Linked DNA regions of Pan troglodytes: region 1 is linked to region 2. The links are chromatin contacts, called in public HiChIP or PLAC-seq maps. All regions are on one chromosome and are shown on one strand. Each heading gives the region's core, a stretch centred on a gene start, on an enhancer-like site or on the middle of the called end of the contact. The rest is flanking DNA. Distances are from core to core; before and after follow the strand shown. Region 1 holds the start of PDP2 (pyruvate dehydrogenase phosphatase catalytic subunit 2). Region 2 holds the start of CMTM3 (CKLF like MARVEL transmembrane domain containing 3).

The links. HiChIP or PLAC-seq counts read pairs in DNA pulled down with a chosen protein or histone mark.
Region 1: a contact with region 2 is called in an H3K4me3 HiChIP or PLAC-seq map of stem cell-derived excitatory neurons, with 10 times the contacts expected there. The contact joins the promoter of PDP2 here to the promoter of CMTM3 in region 2. A contact is called at or near these places in 3 of 7 Hi-C or Micro-C datasets (induced pluripotent stem cells, a lymphoblastoid cell line and stem cell-derived neural progenitor cells) and 1 of 1 datasets of contacts at active chromatin or transcription factors (stem cell-derived excitatory neurons).

What each region holds. Positions count from the first base shown.
Region 1 is chr18:64,908,346-64,913,483 of NHGRI_mPanTro3-v2.0_pri, reverse strand. PDP2 (pyruvate dehydrogenase phosphatase catalytic subunit 2) reads right to left here and starts at 3,091. Exons shown (of 2, transcript XM_001159664.7): 1 at 2,950-3,091.
Region 2 is chr18:64,630,891-64,636,033 of NHGRI_mPanTro3-v2.0_pri, reverse strand. CMTM3 (CKLF like MARVEL transmembrane domain containing 3) reads right to left here and starts at 2,217. Exons shown (of 6, transcript XM_016929977.3): 1 at 1,770-2,217; 2 at 1,261-1,488. The coding sequence starts at 1,413. All of the region lies in intron 4 of CMTM4 (CKLF like MARVEL transmembrane domain containing 4), which reads left to right.

The DNA of each region.
Region 1 (5,138 bases), core at 1,842-4,341, 280 kb before region 2:
AGGCTGAGGTAGGAGAATCATCTGATCCTGGTAAGTTGAGGTTGCAGAAAGCAGTGATTGTGCCACTGCAGTCTAGCCTGGGCCTCACTAGAGAGGGAGTGAGACCCTGTCTCAAAGAAAACAAAAACAGGCCTGACCCGGTGGCTCACGCCTGTAATCCCAGCACTTTGGGAGGCCGAGGTGGGCGGATCACGAGGTCAGGAGATCGAGACCATCCTGGCTAACACGGTGAAACCCCGTCTCTACTAAAAATACAAAAATTTAGCTGGGCGTGGTGACGGGCGCCTGTAGTCCCAGCTACACAGGAGGCTGAGGAAGGAGAATGGCGTGAACCCAGGAGGCAGAGTTTGCAGTGAGCCAAGATTGCACCACTGCACTCCAGCCTGGGCGAGAGCGAAACTCCGTCTCAAAAATAAATAAATAAATAAATAATCTGCTTCGGGCATAGTGGCTCATACCTGTAACCACTCCAAAGGCTGAGGCGGGAGGATCACTTGAGCCTAGGAGTTCCAAGACCAGCCTGGGCAACATAAGGAGACCTGGTTTCTACAAAAAATTTTTTTACAAATTAGTTGGGCATGGTGGCGCACACCTATAGCCCCATTCACTTGTAAGGCTGAGGTGAGAGGATTGCTCAAGCCCTGGAGGTCAAGACTGCAATGAGCTGTGCTCCTGCCACTGCACTCCAGCCTGGGCGACAGAGCAAGACCCTGTCTCAAAAACTAAATTTTATATACATGTATATTTCCCCACTAGTCTATAAACTCCATGACTCAAGCAACTATGGCTGCCTTACTCACCAACAGCTTTCCAGTGCCTGGCCCTGTACCCGGCACACACTAAGTCCTCAAATACTGGCTAAATATGACATTTTCAGAGGCCCAATAGCACACTAGCTGTGATACTATCTTGTGTAGCATCAGACACACTGCTGATGAGGTAACACTCCAGTTATCTATTGGTGGAATGGGAATATTAGTCTTAGAAGGTTTTGTGAGAATTTAATAAAATATGACCCTTCTGCTAAAAAAAAAAAAAAAAAGTTGTTATTATTTTCATCATTAGGTATATACCCCTCTAGTCATTCTGGTTTTTTTTGTTTGTTTTTTTTTGTTTGTTTGTTTGCTTATTTTGAGATGGAGCCTGGCTCTGTCCCCAGGCTAGAGTGCAATGGTAAGATCGTGGCTCACTGCAGCCTTGCCCTTCTGGCCTCAAGGGATCCTCTTGCCTCAGCCTCCTACGTAGCTGGGACTACAGGCATGTGCCACCAGGCCCAGCTAATAGACAGGGTCTCCCTGTGTTTTCCAGGCTGGTCTCAAATTCCTAGGCTCAAGCGATCTTCTGCCCTTGGCCTCCCAAAGTGCTGAGATTACAGGTGGGAGCTACTGCGCCTAGTCATTCTGTACGTATTTTTGTAGAGTTGTAACCACAACTTTGAATCTGGCTACAAAAAATAAGAGTATTTTTTCACATCTGATGGCTACATTTTGACATAAATAATCACAACTTACTTAACTATTCTTTACTGCTGGAGATTTAGAGGTTGTTTCTACTACTTGCTATTTATTAATATAAAATACCAAACTGGACTGGGCACAGTGGCTCATGCCTATAATCTCAGCATTTTGGGAGGCCAAGGCGAGAGGATCACTTGAGGCTAGGGAGTTTAAGACCACCCTGGGTGATACAGCAAGTGCCCCATCTCTACAAAAATTTTTAGATTAGCTGGGCATGGTGGTACGTGCCTGTAGTCCCAGCTACTCAAGAGGCTGAGGTGGGAGGATCGCTTGAGCCCAAGAGTTCAAGACTGCAGTGAGCTATGATCACACCACTGCACTCCAGCCTGGGCGACAGAGCCAGATCTGTCTCTTTAAAAACAACAATAACAACAAAACCCCACCAAACTGTACTGCTTTATGCAGTAACCTTTTCTCTACTTAGGTTTTATCCTAGTTATTTCCCAAACAAGGAGTCAGTAGGTCCAAGGGTGTAGACTCATTGCCAAACTGATTTCCAAAAGCTTCACATCTGCCTCCGCAAGGGGGTGACGAGTTTCCTAGTCCCTTCACTAGCCTCTGGTGGTACTTTTCCTTGGAATATAATAAATTAAATTAAATTAAATTAAATTAAATTAAATTAAATTAAAAAAAAAAAACAGAACAAAACCTTGACCCATTATAATGAGCTTTTCTCCGGTTTCATGTATGAATCCTGCCCTCGGGATCTCGAGATCATTTGTCGGGACCTCAAGAGTTCCCAGGACTGAGGACCGTCCCCTCACTCCCCCACCCCGCAGGGGGGGGGGTGCCAGCCCACCCCGCAGAAGTCGGTGCGGGGGCGGTCTGTCCGGGAGCAGAGGGCGCCTGACGCTCCGGCCCTGCAGTCAAGGCAGGCAGCGGTGCAGGGTGATCCACCGCAGCCAGGACGCAAACCATTTTGCATCCTTTAAGAAAACAGACAGGTCCCAAGTTCAAATCTCTGACTTCAGCCTCATCGCTAAGTGCATGGACTCCGGAGCCCACCAAAACCGATCTCCCTAGAACCCCGGCACGGCCGTACCCCAGATGGGTGCCCCCGGGCGACCCGCTTGGTGCCTCTGAGCCCCGGCTTGCCAGCCTGTAAAACAGGGGCGTGCATCGGGATACAGAGCCCCAAGGGGTGCTCGATAGGCCAAAGCAGCTAGTGGGGTGCCCCGGTAGGCAGCCAAGGGTCCTCGGCGAGCCCGCGGGCCCACGTGGCGCGCGCACGTGAGTGGGGTGACCGTGGTCGTAGGCCCAGCTGGTCCCTCTCCGCCGCGGACCCGCCCCCTCACCTCAGCTCTGCGCCCAGTCACCTGAGCCGGTGCCGCAGGCCGGGAGGGTCAGGCACCGGCGAGGCCTGGCGGGGAAAGAGGTGTCCACATCCCCCGCTCGTTACCTTCCCTACCTCGGACCCTCGCCCGCTTCTCACCAGCTGGCGAGGCCACAGCCGCCCGCTCCGTCCGGTCAGTTCCGCGCCTGCGCACAGTGCCACAACTGCGGCCACCAGGTCCTCACCTCACCCAGGCAGTCCCTAGTCAGGACCCAGCTCCAGAAGGAAGCGCCCTCCCGCCAGCCCTGGTTGGCTCAATTGCGGAGGCGGGCCCTTGATGGACAGAGGTATTGCCCAATGGCTAAAGAGGATGAGAGGCGGGCAGAAACGCGGGACCCGGGAGGGGCCAACACCGCCCCTTACCCCCTGCCTGGGTGCTGAAAGTGTTCCAGCGCGGGGCTACAGGACCAGGCAGTCACGTGCCTGAGATCGCCAGCTACGTGGCCGCTACACTCTGCATACCCCGAACCCAGCGGCCTCCCCAATTCCTCACCGTTGTTAGAACACCTCACTGCTTCCTCTCCACTTCGGTGTCGACCACTCCAGAACCCTCTCTTGAGCGCCACACCCTGGTGTCCAGCCACCTGGACACCTGCCTCTGGAGGCCCCCAGGCGCCTCAAACATAACTTTCCCCAAACTCAGCTTTCTGCCAAACTTGCTTTTTCTCTTCTCTCCTAACCCAGTAATGGCCCCACCATCTGCCCAGAGACCCAAGCCAAAACCCTGGGAGGCATCTTGACTCCTTCCTCTCCCTCACCCTCTCTTTCCAGTTATCTAATGCTGTAAATCCTATCTCCTAAATCTCTCTCCACTCATCCATCCGGCGACGCAGCCACCCTATTCCAAGCCTCTCACTTGATTTTACGGTTTTCCCTTCTCCACCTTTGACTTGGTCCTAACCACAGAGCAGAGCAGCCAGAATGACGCCCCTCCCACCTTTTCTCGTGGTTGGTGGGTAGAGACAAGGTCTTTCTATGTTGCCCAGGCTGGTCTCAAACTGCCGGGCTCAAGCAATCCTCCCACCTCAGCCCCCCCAAAGTGCTGGGATTACAGACGTGAGCCATCACGCCTGGCAGAATGACACTTCTAAAACTCAAATTCCAAGGCCGAGTGCGGTGGCTCCTGCCGGTAATCCCAGCACTTTGGGAGGCCGAGGCGGGCGGATCTCCTGAGGTCAGGAGTTTGAGACCAGCCTGGCCAACATCACGAAACCCTGTCTCTACTAAAAATACAAAAATTAGCTAGGAGTGATGGTGCGCGCCTGTAGTCCCAGCTACTCGGGAGGCTGAGGCATGAGAATCATTTGAACCAGGGAGGTGGAAGTTGCACTGAGGCGAGATCATGCCACTGCACGCCAGCCTGGGAGACAGAGTGAGAGTCTGTCTCAAAAAAAACAAAAACAGAAACAAAAACAAACCAAAAAAACCCTCAAATTCCTGCCCTAAAGTCTTTAGTGGTTTCCCACAAACCATTAAGCTTTGAACTGACCATTATATTGGCCTGCTACTGACAATTAACGCAGCACGGCTGGCGGCTGGTAGGTTGAGAGAGACAGCGAACCCCGACACCAGATAATCCCTCCGTCCCTTCTGGTCCTAACATTGTGGCATTCCGGTAATCACCTGCTTCCTTATAAATTATTTTAACAGAACTCTTGTAACTATGGTAAGTCAGATGGAGTCCTTCCCTGGAGACAGAGAAAAATGGGAGACAACCAGAAAAAGCCACTTGGAGCCCTGAGAGTGTGGTTTTCCAGAAGGAAGACACACTGGCTTACCTGGGCAGCCTGGCCAGCCTCCTGGACCCAAGGACGTGGTCACAATAAAACCGCTCATGTCAGACTTGCCCTTGTATATTTATAGTTCCACTCACCCTTAGCCCTTTCCAGAAGTTCAAAGTCAGGATTGGCAATATCTCTCTTCCTGCATATTAAGAGGACTGTTTCAGACCCAAACTAAAAAATAAGTCTAAGGGTTTCTAATAAATGAGTGCAAGAGAATGCAAAAGCACACTTCTTCCCTCCCCCCAGCAGACAGGTCATATAGGGTCACAACGGGTTACCCTTCCGGACAGAGGCAGCAGTGTTTAATTATTCAATCTGCAGGTGTTATGGGTGCCCACAATGTGTCAGGCCCTGGGCTGACTGCTGAGACACACAGATGGCGGCCCCCGCCACTTTCCTGAGAAAAATTACATCATTCCACCAAGCCTGAAACCACTGAGTTTTTCTAAGTTACCACACACACCCACTTCCAAAGTAAAAATGCACCCTGGAGGATTTTATGTG
Region 2 (5,143 bases), core at 968-3,467:
GGGAGTGAGGGGACTAGGGAGGCAGGAGTGCCCTCAGCGGCTCCTGTGAACCCTGAGTGCTGACCGTTGACCCTTCCTTATCCTCCCTGACCTGGATTCCTGACATCTGCTGGGCCCAGGGTGGCCTCTATGCTCCTGCTGGACATATGCCTCCCCCTTATGAGGTGGTCCTGGGTGGGGATGGGGGGGTTCAAGCCACTCTGGGGACGGTGGATTCGAGGCTTCTCCCCTCAAGTGGCTCCCAGTGGTCTCCAGGGTGGGGCTGGGAGTGTGGGCTCGGAGTGTGGCATTGGTGTCTCACTTGGGCGTTGGGCAGGTGGCTTCTGGGCTGACCGTGGGAGAGGCTGCAGGACCACCTTAGGCCCTCTGCCCTGAGCGACCAGGGAGAGGTCCCGGAGCAGAATCCCCCTTCCTCCTGCCCCCACCCTCCGGGCCGCTCTCACTGGGCCCCTCAGTTGAGCCACCTGTCAAATCAGGCGCCTGAGCGCTCTCATCTGTAAAGTGGGGACAAGGGCAGGAAGCGCCAAGTCCCTGGGATCTAAGCAACAAGTGGCCGCCGCCGTGCGCCGCTCTCTCCTCCCGCCTCCCCCGGTCTCCGGCCCGGCCTCTCCCTCCCCATCCCCGGCGGCCCAGCGCCACCCCTACCCCACAGCGGACAGTGCGGGCGCCTCCGGTGTCCAGAGGACAAAGAAGCCCCACCGGCCGGGGTGGGGGCGAGGGCGGAGTAGGAAGGAGCCCGGCCGCGGAGGGGAGGAGGGCGATGAAGTCACCGCGGGGCCGCCTCACCCAGTCCCGGGGGTGGGGGATCCCTCCCGCTCCGCACGGCCCCCCGCCCGCTCGGCCCTGCAGGTCGAGGCCCCGGCCTGCACTACCCGCGCGCAGGAAAGCGGACCCCGCTGCGGCCCGGGAGTCCCGGAGGTCCGAGTTGCCCGAGTCCCCGGGGCCCAGAGAGGGCGGGGGCGCCTGGCTCACACAGCAGGACCCACATCCCCGGGCCCCACCCACTTCCCACGGCCCCCAGCTCTGGACTCGCGGGGACAGCGCCGCGGATGGCCTGGGCTCGGGCCCCGCCCCGCCGTCCAAAGTTTGGGGACCTCGACCCAACTTCGCCAGGCGCCCGAGAGAAGTCGGCCGAGGCGGCGCGGAGAGGGGGTATCGGAGCACGGCGGCCGCCCCCGGACCCCACCCGCGCCCCGACGTCCTCCTCCGAAAGGAGCCGCGCAGTCCCAGCGGGGCGGCCGAGGGTCCCGCCGCACTCACCGACTCGGCCAGCAGGAGGCGGCCTTTGAGAGAGCAGAGGAAAGCCCGCGCCGGCAGCAGGGCGCGGAGCCCGGGGACCGCGGGGCCGGGACGGGAGCCGCCGGCAGGCTCGGGGTCCGGGTCGGGGTCGGGGTCGGGGTCTGGGGGCCACATGGCGGCGGCGGCGGTACGGCCGGGGCTCGGCCTGGCTCCCCTCTTCTCGCGCCCGGAGGGAAGCGGAAACCCGGGCTGTGCGGAAGGAGGGCAGGCGACACTGGCTCGCGCAGGGGCGCATCCCCCGCCGCCACGCCCCGCCCCGCCCCCACCCGCTCCTCCAGCCCGCCCCTCCCCCTCGGACCCCGGCTGCGGGGGATGCTGGGCCCGACCCGCCCCCTCCCCGGCCTGGGGCCTCCGCAGACTCCACCTTCTTCTTCACCCTGGTTCGGGCCGCTGGAGACCTCCCGATCACCGCCCCGGCACCCCTTCGGAGCTCCCACCCGTCTGCCCCTATCCAGAAGGGCTGTCTATACTCGCTGTCTCCGGTCTAACTTCCTGCCCGTGCGCGTGTCTGGGATCCGGGAACCCAGGCGTCTAAACAGCAAAGACCCCGGCCGTGATGTCGGCTCCGCAACCCATGCCCTCTCTTTTTCTTGGGGGCCGGAGTTTTCTTGCGACTTTCTTGGCCACCCCTCCTGTCCCCGGCCAGCCCCACCCTCCTCCAGGGCCTCTTTGTTGGCTGTTCCAGGCCTCGGTCCTGCACCCGCCTCCCCCAACCCATTCTCAGAGGACTCTCAGACCTGCAAGCACAGCTCCAGGCACACACACAGACACACACACACGCGCGCGCGCGCAAACACACACAGGCACGCACATCTGCAGGACTTCCTGACCTGCAGTCCCCCCACCCCAACACATCTCTCTCTCTCTCACACACACACACACTCCACACGCACATGCGTGCACATCTAGAGAGCGTCTGGAGTTCAGCGTGATCAAGACCCAGCTTCCTGTGCCTCTGCGAAGGGCACTGCCCCCTCCTTTCCTTCCACCTGACTAGCGGAGACCTGCGGGTTGTCCTTGTCCCTCTTCACCGGCAGTCTGTAACCAAGGTCCTCCCACTTTCACCTCCTATAACTTTCTCTGATCTCTGTCTACTTCTCACCACCACTAGATCCGAAACCATTCCTGCCTGCTCCCCGCTGAACTGCTGTGATGGTGTCTTTAAGAGGTTTTCTCTCTGGGCAGCCGGGGGAGAGCTTATGGCACAGTACTGCGCACCCTTGACATAACTAACTCCATCTTAGAAAAAGACTTCATTTTATATTTCATAGGGTGCTTTGCCAACAAGGGCAAGATGTTTTGTTTAATAAAAAATAGAAGGTCAGGCGCTGTGGCTCATGCCTGTAATCTCAGCACGTTGGGAGGCGGAGGTGGGTGGATCACGAGGTCAGGAGTTCGAGACCAGCCTGGCCAATATAGTGAAACCCCGTGTCTACTAAAAATACAAAAATTAGCTGGGCGTGGTGGCACCGTGCCTATAATCTCAGCTACTCAGGAGGCTGAGGCACAAGAATCGCTTGAACCCGGGAGCCATAGGTTGCAGTGAGCCAAAATCACACCACTGCACCCCAGCCTGGGCGACAGAGCAAGACTCTGTCTCAAAAAATAAAAAAATAAAATAAATAAAGACTGCATCCAACCAGATAAGGACACAAAGAAGCACACTGTTCCTCGACCATTTCTCACCAGAGCACTCTGTGACTACAAAACAGCAGCCCAGCAGCCTTAACTGACAACCATCCCACTGCCATTCATAAGAACTCTGCATCTGCCTCCCAAGGCTCTGCCCCTCAAAGACTCTGCAAGACCCTCAAGCCCAGACCAGGATTCCTTTTGTCTTCTTCCTTACCCTGGAACTGGTTCCTTAACCCTTTCTCCTATCTCTTTTTCTCTTGATGTTAAATGCTACTTTGTTTGTTGTGGAATGTTTATAACATTTACATGTGGATTAAGTATACTATTATATATGGTTTGCAATATTGACTGACTTGTGGAGTGGCTTGAGCCCATGTGCTCACTACTGAGTGAACGAGAAGTACTAAGGAAAATTGGCTCCTTGGGTCTGGGTGCAGTGGCCCATGCCTATAATTCCAGCATTTTGGGAGGCTGAGGCAGGCAGATCACCTGAGGTCAGGAGTTCGAGACCAGCTTGGCCAACATGGCGAAAACCCATCTCCACTAAAAATACAAAAATTAGCTGGGCGTGGTGGCACAGGCCTGTAACCCCAGCTACTTGGGAGGGTGAGGCATGAGAATCACTTGAACCCAGAAGGCAGAGGTTGCAGTGAGCTGAGATCGCACCACTGCACTCCAGCTGCACTCCAGCCTGGGCGGCAGAGTGAGACTCTGTATGAAAGAAAAAAGAAGAAGAAGAAGAAGAAGCAAATTGGCTCCTTGGGATAGCTCGTGGCTTTTGTTTTTTTTTACCCTTGGGTATAGGGTGAATAAAAATCTGACATTGTGGAAAGACACAAACACGTGTGGACCTAGTTATCTCTTTTTTCTTTCTTGAGACAGAGTCTCACTCTGTCACCCAGGCTGGAGTGCAGTGGCATGATCTTGGCTCACTGCAACCTCCACCTCCCAGATTCAAGGGATTCTCATGCCTCAGTCTCCCAAGTAGCTGGGATTACAGGCCTGTGCCACCACACCCAGCTAATTTTTGTATTTTTAGTAGAGACAGGGTTTTGCCATGTTGGCCAGGCTGGTCTTGAACTCCTGGCCTCCAACAATCTTCCCGCCTCGGCCTCCCAAAGGTTTGGGATTACAGGCGTGAGCCACTGCACCTGGCCGGACCTGGTTATCTCTAGACCTTGTACCACTCATGACAATCACCAGTCATTGATCACTTTTGAGGGCAGCCGTGGCTCCAGACAACCTGCTGCTATCATCACCCAGCTGCAGCAGGGAGGCATGGCCTGGGCTGCACACTCCATGGAGCAGGCAGGAGTCCTGCTCTCCCAGGTGCAGCTGCAGCTACCCAAACTGCAGCTGCAGAATGGGGCCTCCTCCACGGGGCAGACAGGAGCCCTGGGACCCCCTTTCCCACAGCTACAGCTGCCCAAACCACAGCTGCAGGCTCAGGCATCCCTGTACTCTTAGGGGCCCAGGAAGGCCCCCACCTGCCCTCCCAGGCTCGGAAGTGCCTTCTCCTGCTGCCTGGCTTCTTCCTGCTGTGGACACCTGCTCTGATCTGGGAGCAAAGTTGGGGCAAGCCTGGGCTTCATGAATGGCAGCAGGAGGCAGACAGATTCCTGGGTGGAAGGGGGCAAGTCCCATTGAGGCCCCACCTTCGGGCCAGGGAGGGCCTGAAGGCTGGGGGCCAGGCTGCCACTCCGACTGACCAGAGTGGGAACTTGTACCTCCTTTTCTGACCCACCCATGGCTGCCCATAGATCAACTGGGCTCACACTTCCTCCACTCTGAGGCCCATAAAAGCCCCAGTCTCAGCCAGAGCTGCGCAGAGGTTGGGAGGACCAGCTACAGAGAGGAGCCACACTCTCCAGGGCCTCCTCTCTGCTGAGAGCTGAACACTCAACAGAGCTGAACATCTCTGTAGGGATGACCTCCCTACAGAGAAGAGCTACCCACTGTCAGTCTCCTCTGAGCTTTCTAACACTCAGTAAACCTCCTTGTTGACTTGTTGTCCCTCCACTTGTCTGTGTACCTCATTCTTCCTGGATGCAAGACAAGAACTCCGGCAAAGGTGCCACTGGCCACAGAGGTTTCCAACCAGAAAATTAACACCCCAAAGATCCTGTAACACTTCCATCTCCTCCCCACAAAGATAAACACACACACACACACACACACACACACACACACACACAAACCGTGGGAGCTT